Regions from separate parts of the Pan troglodytes genome. Here region 2 is linked to region 1. Evidence: chromatin contacts called from public Hi-C data. All regions are on one chromosome and are shown on one strand. The core of a region is the stretch at or near the end of the contact, and the rest is flanking DNA. Distances in the headings are between cores, read along the strand shown. Region 1 overlaps NAV2 (neuron navigator 2). Region 2 overlaps NAV2 (neuron navigator 2).

Evidence for each region. Hi-C and Micro-C count contacts between places; a contact is called where the count stands out from the background.
Region 2: a Hi-C map of induced pluripotent stem cells shows a contact between it and region 1, with 1.9 times the contacts expected there. The contact joins two enhancer-like sites. A contact is called at or near these places in 1 of 7 Hi-C or Micro-C datasets (induced pluripotent stem cells) and 1 of 1 other capture datasets (stem cell-derived neural stem cells).

Annotation. Positions count from the first base shown.
Region 1 is chr9:23,964,270-23,969,342 of NHGRI_mPanTro3-v2.0_pri, forward strand. It overlaps NAV2 (neuron navigator 2), which reads left to right. Exons shown (of 39, transcript XM_508328.8): 8 at 1-1,074. Among named protein-coding and RNA genes, the nearest start is that of DBX1, 230 kb to the right of the region's middle. Within about 2 kb of position 2,427, at least 11 of the 24 cell types and tissues checked have an H3K27ac peak or open chromatin away from gene starts, as enhancers often do. A contact at or near this core is called in induced pluripotent stem cells, where this site is marked.
Region 2 is chr9:24,138,830-24,143,902 of NHGRI_mPanTro3-v2.0_pri, forward strand. All of the region lies in intron 37 of NAV2 (neuron navigator 2), which reads left to right. Among named protein-coding and RNA genes, the nearest start is that of DBX1, 53 kb to the right of the region's middle. Within about 2 kb of position 2,767, at least 7 of the 24 cell types and tissues checked have an H3K27ac peak or open chromatin away from gene starts, as enhancers often do. A contact at or near this core is called in induced pluripotent stem cells, where this site is marked.

The DNA of each region.
Region 1 (5,073 bases), core at 1,177-3,676:
CCCCGGAATGAGTGACAATGCACCTGCTTCCTTGGAGAGCGGCAGCAGCTCCACCCCTACTAATTGCAGTACCTCCTCGGCCATCCCGCAGCCCGGTGCGGCCACCAAGCCTTGGCGCAGCAAATCCCTCAGCGTGAAGCACAGTGCCACGGTATCCATGCTCTCGGTCAAGCCTCCTGGGCCTGAGGCCCCCAGGCCCACACCTGAAGCCATGAAGCCGGCCCCCAACAATCAGAAGTCCATGCTGGAAAAGCTGAAACTTTTCAACAGTAAAGGGGGCTCAAAGGCAGGTGAGGGCCCGGGGTCCCGGGACACAAGCTGTGAGCGGCTGGAGACTCTGCCCAGCTTTGAAGAGAGCGAGGAGCTGGAGGCCGCCAGTCGCATGCTCACCACTGTGGGCCCTGCTTCCAGCAGCCCCAAGATTGCACTCAAGGGCATTGCCCAGAGGACTTTTAGCCGGGCACTGACCAACAAGAAGAGTTCTCTGAAAGGCAATGAGAAAGAGAAGGAGAAACAACAGCGGGAGAAGGATAAGGAGAAAAGCAAGGACCTTGCCAAGAGAGCCTCTGTGACGGAGAGGCTGGACCTCAAGGAGGAGCCAAAAGAAGACCCCAGTGGAGCAGCTGTGCCCGAGATGCCAAAAAAGTCCTCCAAGATCGCCAGCTTCATCCCCAAAGGGGGGAAGCTCAACAGTGCCAAGAAGGAGCCCATGGCCCCTTCCCACAGTGGAATACCAAAACCAGGAATGAAGAGCATGCCCGGGAAATCCCCAAGTGCCCCAGCGCCTTCCAAGGAAGGGGAGCGGAGCCGGAGTGGGAAGCTGAGCTCAGGACTCCCCCAGCAGAAGCCCCAGCTGGACGGCAGACACTCCAGTTCCTCTTCCAGCCTGGCGTCCTCAGAAGGAAAAGGCCCAGGAGGGACCACCCTGAACCACAGCATCAGCAGCCAGACTGTCAGTGGGTCCGTCGGGACCACCCAGACCACAGGAAGCAATACCGTCAGTGTTCAGCTACCTCAGCCCCAGCAGCAATACAACCATCCCAACACTGCCACGGTTGCACCTTTCCTGTACAGGTAGGAGCTGCCACCCACCTGTGCTGCCTGGGACATTGGGTAAAAGTTCCTTTATAGTGGATTCCGGGTCTGTAAGGGCAGGAGCTAGACTGTGCTCCAGGAATACTTAAGTCAATAGCTAAGAAACCATGTGATAAACTCCTAAGAGAAGCAGACACAATGTGCTCCAGGGAGCAGTTCATACAGCACAGGTTGGGGAAGGAACAGAGAAAGCTGAAGAAGGGAAGTAAAATGTGAGCTGATCCCAGGATGCATAGGAATGTGGGGACCCCAGGCCTTGTAGTAGCAGCTTCCCTGAGCAGAAAGCATGAAGGCCTAAATATGAGGGTGGGGGCGGTTTGGTGTCACCCGACAGTCCCCAGCATTAGTCCTAACACATCCCAACATACTTAAAAAATAAATAATAAACACCTGGCTCAATAACTAAGATTTCTTATAGCAGGGATTGCCTTGAACATCCAGATCCTCACAGTCCCTGCTGAGTGCTGGGGCTTTCTGAAGGGAGAGGGACATTGGGGAGAAGAGTAATGGTAGGGGAGGGGCTGGTTCTAGAAGTACAGAAGAGCTCATGTTCTGAGGACATAAGCCTGGGTGTTTGTGGCAATGGATGGATCCTTCTGTCCTTATCTGTCCCCTAGCCCCTGTCTCTTTGATGGCACATCCTCAGGACCATGGGAGGCTGTGTGGAGCCAGTCCACACAGTGGTGCTGCTGCTCCGTGTGATTCTGGTCAGTGACATTGCTCATTGCTCAGGCTACACCACACCCCTTACTGAATGAGGCACATGGGCTTCAGGGGCCATGTCATACACATGGATGAGTCCACTCCAGGCAGATGGAAGCTCCCCAGCCCCTGCCCTTAAAGTTCTTATAATTCCCAGAGCTTTCACTGACAGTGCCTGATTCGATCCTGTGCTGGAGATGAGCAGTGCATTTGGCCACACTGCACAATTGGATAACTAATACTTGTACACACAAAAGAGGATTAATGATCAAGTGTCACATTCTAGACACGTATTTTACAGTTGTACCTCAAGTGCATATATATGCACAGCTGTACACTCACACTCATACAGCCATACATGTGGACACACATTAAAAGTCACGTATAAGCATGGACACAAGTATACATTCATACATAAAATGCAAAGGCATATGTGCATACACGTATTTACATACCTGTTCAGGTGCATAGGTGCATGCCCAGACTTTCAGCTTGCTATGTTTGTATGATTCCCCAAAGAATTCGATATTCCCTCTTTCCTCCTGAACTGTGTTCTAGAGGTCTCTGTTACAGTTCCTGCCAATAGCTGGTGGAGGGACTGGCTTAAGTGCTTTCAAAGGAAAGCCAGCCAGCACCAGGCCAGCAAAGGAATGTCAGGCATTGCACTCCTTCCTTTTGTTCTGCTTGCATTCTCCTTCAGTGAGGGTCATACCAATCTTTTTAATTGGGAGGTCTCATTTTATTGAATCAAGTCATCAGCTCAGCTCACAATCCTGAGAAGAGCACCAGGGCTTAGATAATGACTCAGCTGGTCTACATACACGGCTTTTGTTTTGTTTTGTTTTGTTTTGTTTCTGGTTTTTTTTTTTTTTTTGAGATGGAGTGTCGCTCTATCGCCATGGCTGGAGTGCAGTGGCACCATCTCAGCTCACTGCAACCTCTGCCTCCCAGGTACAAGCAATTCTTCTGCCTCAGCCTCTCCTGAGCAGCTGGGACTACAGGTGCATGCCGCCATGCCTGGCTAATTTTTTTTTTTTTTTTAATTTTAATACAGACAGGATTTCACCATGTTGTCCAGGCTGGTCTTGAACTCCTGAGCTCAGGCAGTCCACCCTCCTCGGCCTCCTAAAGTGCTAGGATTACAGGCATGAGCCACTGCGCCCAGCCATGAACTGTTCTCTGAAGTGTGGAGGCAACTAAATAGCTCCATATGAAATTTTTATAATTCCAATAGCATTATTAGTCTTAAGGTAATACATATTCAGGATTCACAGCTTCTCAATTTGCATTTTCAAAATTAAAATATCACAGTCTTTGATCACCATCAATCCCATTCCTTCTTTTTTTGTTGTTTGCTATAATCATTTGAAAGATTATAAAAGATATAACCTTTTTTTATTTCCAGCTTTTCTATCAGAAGAAAAAGTCTTAATGATAAAGAGCAAATGTCTGACAGGAGGAAGAGGAAAACGTCTATGATGTGGATCTGACTAGCCCCATTTTTACGTTAATGCCCACTCTGGGTAACTAACGTCCTTCTGTCCCCTCTGAGTTGCCTTCATCTTTAGGGGAGTCTGGGAAGTGACGCTGGAAATAAGAGCACCAGGATACGAATCAGGACACCTGGGCCCTGTCCTTTATCAGCCCTTGGTGCCCTCTGAGGTCTTAGGCACTGGCTGCAGGAACAGGTATTGATCGAGTGTGGGTAGAGAGTCCGCTAAGGGCTTTCCACATCTTAGCTCACTTCATTCTTCCCACACCTCCATGAGCTAGCAGCTTAGAGGTAATTAAGCAATTTGCCCCAAGTCACAGAACTAGACTAGAGGGGCTCATGTTTAAAACCAGGTGTGGGCTGGGCATGGTGGCTTACACCTGAAATCCCAGCACTTTGGAAGGTCAAGGTGGGCAGATCACTTGAGGTCAGGAGTTCAAGACCAGCCTGGCCAACATGGTGAAACCCTATCTCTACTAAAAATACAAAAATTAGCCTGGCGAGGTGGTGCACGCCTGTAGTCCCAACTACTCCGGAGGCTGAGGCATGAGAATCCCTTGAACCTCGGAAGCGGAGGTTGCAGTGAGCCATGATCACGCCACTGCACACCAGCCTGGGCAACAGAACGAGACTGTCTCAAAAACAAACAAACCAAAAAGCCAAGTCTGTCTAACTAGTGAGACCAGGCTCTTAACCACCAGTCTTGACTCTAAATCACTTTATCTTTATTGTCTTCATCTGGAAAATGAGAAGATTGGATTAGATTAGATTCTATAAAATGGTTTATTCTCCTTTTCTGCTCTAAAATTCTCTCCCTCAAGCTTATGGTTCACTATATATAACTTATAATTGCTCCCCCCCACCCCCACCAAAACCTCTCCATGTTAAAGTTGTTAGCAAGGAGTAAAGGGAAGATGGGTCATTTTTTAAAAAATCACTCAGAATGAATTATATTTATCAATTCAGAAGTAACAGTGGATTCATCTATCACTTTATCACTTTATAGTTTACTAAGAGTTGTGTGTCACATCACCTTTCATTTTTATAGAACCAGAGGAGATTGCTATTATTATCCCCATTGTACAGATGAGGATGCTGAGATTCAAAGAGGTGAAGTGACAACTCAAATTTTGCATGGCTAACAAGTTATAGATCTTAGACCTGGAGCTAGTCGAATATTTAGACTTCCAAGTCTAATGTTCCTTCTAGTACCTAGCATCTTCTGAGACTTAAACATTTCTTATTTATCCAGTCAACACACCCTTCTTGTGTTGCCTGTGCAGCATATGAACTTGAACTAACCTTTGCCTCTGAAGAGCTCTCAATCTAGTTGAGGAAAGATTTACATTTTCGCCAACAGGAGACTAAGGAGAGTGCTATAGGATCACATTTTAGCCAACAAGAGAATAAGGAGAGTGCTATAGGAACTCCTGGCAAGGAGTCAGGGAAAGCTCTCAGGAAAAGATGACATGGAAGCTGCATCTTAAAGACAGATTAGCAGCAAACTAAGGAAGGAGGAGAAGGGCCTTTAGGCAGAGAGGTTGCAGTTACTGCAAAGATAAACCTGTTAAAGCCATGTGGAGAGAAGCCACATGTGGGTGCAGCATAGTAGAGTTGTATGTAAAGGGTTAGAAAGGCAGGAGATGGGGCTGGAAATAAAGGAAGAATGTGGCCATCATCTACCACAATGAGTTTAGACCTTATTCTGTGGGTAATGGAAACCACTGAAGACAGTGATGTCATCACGTCAGTATTACAAAAGTCAATGAAGGATCGTGTGGGGA
Region 2 (5,073 bases), core at 1,517-4,016, 170 kb after region 1:
ATTTTTAAGAGAAAAAATGAGGCTCAAAGAGAACAAATTATGTGCTTAAGGTTATAAAAGGGAAGCTTGAAAGGTCTGGGATTTGAATCCATGCCTTCTGGGTCAAATCCCAGGTTCTTAGCCCTGAGGCTGGTGGCATTCTTTCCCTGACATCAGCACCCCTACCCTCTTAGGAACTTTGGGGCCCATAAGGCTGCCAGTTCCTCCTGCCTGGCAGCAGTTGGAAAGCACAAATTCTTTTTATTTTTTTTTAGACAGAGTCTTGTTCTGTCACCCAGACTGGAGTACAGTGGCACAATCTCAGCTCACTGCAACCTCCACCTCCTGGGTTCAAGCAGTTCTCGTGCCTCAGCCTCCCAAGTAGCTGGGATTACAGGCGTGTGCTACCACACCTGGCTTTTTTTTTTTTTTTTTTTGGATTTTAGTAGATACGGTGTTTCACCATGTTGGCCAGGCTGGTCTTGAACTTCTGGCCTCAAGCAATTCACCCACCTTGGCCTCCCAAAGTACTGGGATTACAGGCATGAGCCACTGTGCCCAGCCCGGAAAGCAAAAATTCTTTACTTCTCACTTGACCCAGGGTTTAACTGGAAGCTTACCATTAATTTGGAACTTGGGATAGTTTTATTGTTGAGCCTGGAGGCAGCCTAAGAAGTTCTGTAGGCTTTTAACACTCACAGTGAGTAATCAGCAGACATCACATGTGGCTGAATAATCCAGAAACCAGTTTGGTAGCCAGGTTTCCAAGAGTTTCTTTGTTTCCTTGGTACTGGACAGTGGGAGACACAAGATGCTATCATAGGCCTGTGGAGGGTGCAGGGACTGGTGTGCACCCACAGGCACGTGTGTGACAAATGCAAGTTAATGGCTGCAGTCAGTGTTTGTCATTTCTGTATAGGGCTGAACTGAGGAGTATTCAACTATTTTCTATCTATGATTTATAGCAGCAATGATGGTCTTCAGAGGCATTCAGGACAAAGAGAGCTTGAAAAGGAAAGTATTTTGCCTCTTGTGATGTATTTCACTAAACTGGAGCATGCGCATTGCAAATTCAAGTCAGCATATTTAATAAAGTGTATTGTGAAAGCAGGAAAAAAGCAAGAAATTAGGCAACTTTTGGCCAGCCTAAAATCATTGGTTAGCAGAGCTCTATCAACTGTTGCTTTCATACAAGAAGGTATGAATGATTTTGGATCTTTGCAGTGGAACCTCCCTAGGTAGGTAAAGTCACTGGCGTGGATAAATTGACCATAATTTAGTCCTTAATCAAATGGTTTTGTTAAGACCACAGACCCAAACAACCACTCAGTCATTCCTATTTTGGGACCAGTGGAAGCATCTCCTACCTGCTGGATTCTTGCAGTCTGTCTCATTTCAGAAGGCTCTCTCCTCTGTTCTCATTGATGGCTTCCAGGGAGTGTGATATGCCCAGCACCTCTGGGAAACCCAAGCTGCTTAAGAAAAGCAAAGAGAATTGCAGGCAGATGAGGTGGACTGTTTGCCCCTGATTCCACCTCACCTTCTCCCATTTGCTTCATCTTTGCTCTAAATGTGGTCTTCTGGTGTAGGAAGGGGAGTGAACCTCAGAGTCACTGGGAAGAACTCACGGGCTCTGCTGAATAAAGGCCTCCCCTGCCCTGGAAGGCATTAACCAGGAAGCAGGGAGCCTGTCTGTGCTCCAGCCTTGTGCTGCACTTGAGCAAGCCCCTCACTGGTTAACAGTGGTTGGCGGTGCCAAGGCCCTGCTCCTTTGGACCTGAACCTAAAGGAAGGCTTTCTGGGCATGGCTGGAAAGGAACTCCCCTTCCCACCTAGGAGAGGTTGCTGATGGAGCTGATCATAGAGGATCATTGGGCGTCCTTCCCACCATGGGAAAGTGAGGCCCCAGCCATCTGGGGCAGAGAGCAGAGACATGCTTCAATCTCAAGACTCACTAGTTCAGTGTGAGGCAGGAAAAGTCATCACTGCTTTGTGCTTAGAGGTCATTTGAAGGTTAGTCTTTCAAGAGTGTGGAGCTGCAAAGGGAGGCGGCCAGAGTTTGCATCCCACTAAGTGGCTCAAAAGTGAGTCACTATGCCCCAAACTTGTGACCTCGCCATCCTGATCAGCCCAGGAGACTGTATAGACTCTGCGGATTCCTGGGGAAGCTTGCTGTGTTCTTCATGCCTCTGGTTTTGAAGGAACATTTGGTGATGTTTTTTGAGGGCCTGCTACTTGCCAGGCACCATTAGGGGCCCGACGTGCATGATCTCATTTAGTTCTGACAGCCCAGTGAGTCTCTTAACAGATGAGGAAACTGAGGCTCACGGACGTTCTTGCCCCGTACCATGTCCACTCAGCAGGGTATGGTGGAGTGCGTGTTGGTGCCCAGGACTAGCTGGCCCCTTGGCTACTTCTGTTATTTTCAGGCTATCCTGAGGACACCCATCACTCCACTGAGAAGCCACAGGTGGCTTGGGGAACCAAATACTGAATTTTATAGAGTGGAGTTCTCCCTATGATTTCATTTGACAAAAGGATTCCTTTATTTTTAAAAAATTAAAATTCCCTACTCTCCTTTGTGTTACTTTGAGTCCACACCTACTCTAGGGTCACCTGCCCCTCACCTAACCCGGGTAAGTGGCCATGAAGTGAGCACATTGCAGTTCAGAGTGAGGTTCTAGGCTGAGAACAGGTGGAGTCCCTAGAATGGGTTCTGACAGGGCTACCGTGCACCAGGAGCTGGGATGGAGGGCTGCCCATGGTAGTATGGATTTGGTGGGAACGTAAGGAGACCTGCTGTCATCAGGGGATGAGGATGGCTTCCAGGTAGCCCCTCCCACAGGTACACCCATGCCAGGAGGAAACATGATATCGCCCTCTAGTGAGCATAAGGTAGCACTGCAAGGGCGTGTATGTGCAGATGCACTTGTGGAACTGCTTGGAGGACCTTCCTGAATGTGCAGCCGATGCATCCTTCTGTGATGTGCACACCCTCCCAGGAGCCCCCTGCATCCCACAGTCAGAAGGCTCACAGTGGCCCAGGTTTTAGTTTTCAATGTCTCAGCTCCCTGTTGTCCTGCTCCCATTTTTCCTGACCCAGTGGGGATGCCAGTTTCCTTCTCCTGCCTTAGGGAAAGTGAATGTCCTCCCCTCTGTGTCTGTCTGTCCAGATGTCTCTGCTGCTGCCCTCGGGGCCTGCAGTGGAGCTGAGGAGCTTTATGATGTTTCCTTTGCTTACCACAGTACTTACCCAGCCATTCATCACCCAGACTTGAACATGTCCAGTGACAAGTGAGGAGGCTTGTAAAAATATTTTCTGTTCTTGCAGATGATGTTAACTTGTACCTAATGCGCATTTGTCTTATGACTCAGTCCTGAGCCCTGCTTCCCTTTGGAGCTGTCATTGGAAACACTTGCCAAAGTGTCTAAAGTCTGCAGGGTAACTCAAAAGACCTTTCTCTGTGCCCAGGGCAGGCTTGGTGCCTGCAGGGAACAGGAACAGTGCAGAGTGAGTGTGGGGCCATTTATCGGATTGTCCAGCCTGCTCTGAGACCCCAGACAGGTCTCCCGTCTCTTGGCCTTGGGTTCTCCATCTATAAATTGACAAGTTTGGACTGGAAGAGTGTTTTTTCAGGCTGGTTTCTATGAAGCCCAAAAGTTCCCCAGTCTACTCAGTTGAGGACCAGAGATGAAGAGCAAATGTTTGAAAACCATGGTGCCAGATAATCTCTGAGGACATGTTCAGCTCCAGGAGTTCTAGCCTCTGTGATTCTGCAGCCCTGAGCATGTCCTCATCCAGGCTGTAGAGTGGAGACAGAAGCAGTAGCTGTCACAGAAGCAGTAGCTGTGAGGGTTTGGTTCAGCCTCATGTGAGGTCTGGCTTGGGAAATGCAGCCCAGTTTCCACAGGGAAAGACCTCAGAGGGAGAAACTTCTCAAAATTGCACAAATGGTTCTAATGTGGAGCAGCCTTCTTCTGCTCCAAATATCCCACTTTTGCATTCTCTTCTGCCCTGAGACACATGCCCACATACACACAAACTCATGCCCCTCACACGATTCCTTCCTGCTCACACAATAATTGCCTTTCAAATGCCAGACTGAGCTCCTAGGCCTGAGACTCACTCCTGCCCCAGGTTAAGGAAGACTTAGCAACAGACTGGGCCAGAGCGCAGGACGGGAGGAGTGCTGGTGTCTGGGAAGGCAATGAGTCATAGGAGGCTGCATGACTTAAGCAGAGGGGGTGATAGCCACGAATACAGAGAGATGGGCCCATCTGAGAAGGGGCAGGGTGGGCAGCTTCCCTGACAGAAATCATAGCTAGAGGTCCCAGATGGCACAGACAGTCATGGGAGTATGGGCACTGCTGGCAGGGACAATGAGCCCAGCAGGCTGTCACACTGATATCTGGCCAACAGCCTGCTCCGCATCTCCCTGCTCCGGGTCTGGCTGAGTCACGTGGCTCACATGACTCAGAGTTGTTCAAGGTGGTGTCAGTCAGGAGGGGTGGAGAGGAAAAAGGCCTGGCAAAGGAAGCTGAGGTTCTAGGTTCAAATCGGGCTCTGCCTGACAGCCTTTCTCAGCGGGCTCTGCTCTTCAGGCCTTGATTGGCCCATCTGGTAAATGAGGGGGTGGGGCTAGGTGGCCCCAGCTCCTTCCCCTTGGAAAGACGTGGTTTTGTTGGTTCAGAGCTCAGCTTCGCACTGTTGTCAGCACCTTGCTCTCTGTACCCTCTCCACGGCAGGATTCGCGGGAGGGCAGGGGGAGCAGACAGACAGACAGACAGCCGTGGCCACCCTAGAGACACACTGCAGCCGTGGTGGCCCACAGGACTCTTTAGTCTCTGTGCCCTAAGGCCCCCTGCAGAGTCCTCTCGGCAGAACTACAGGTGACACTGCCCTGGCTGTGAGCATGTCCTGCCACATGGACCAAGTGGGCCAAACTAGTGGGCCGTGGAATTGAACATACTTAGTTTCCAATTCTGGCTTCTCTCCTCCCTGGGCCTATTTCCTCATCTGTAAATCACGGGTATTAGTACTTCCTCTTGGAGTTGCACGGTGGTTAAGCAAGGTATTCGTAAAGCATTTCTCAC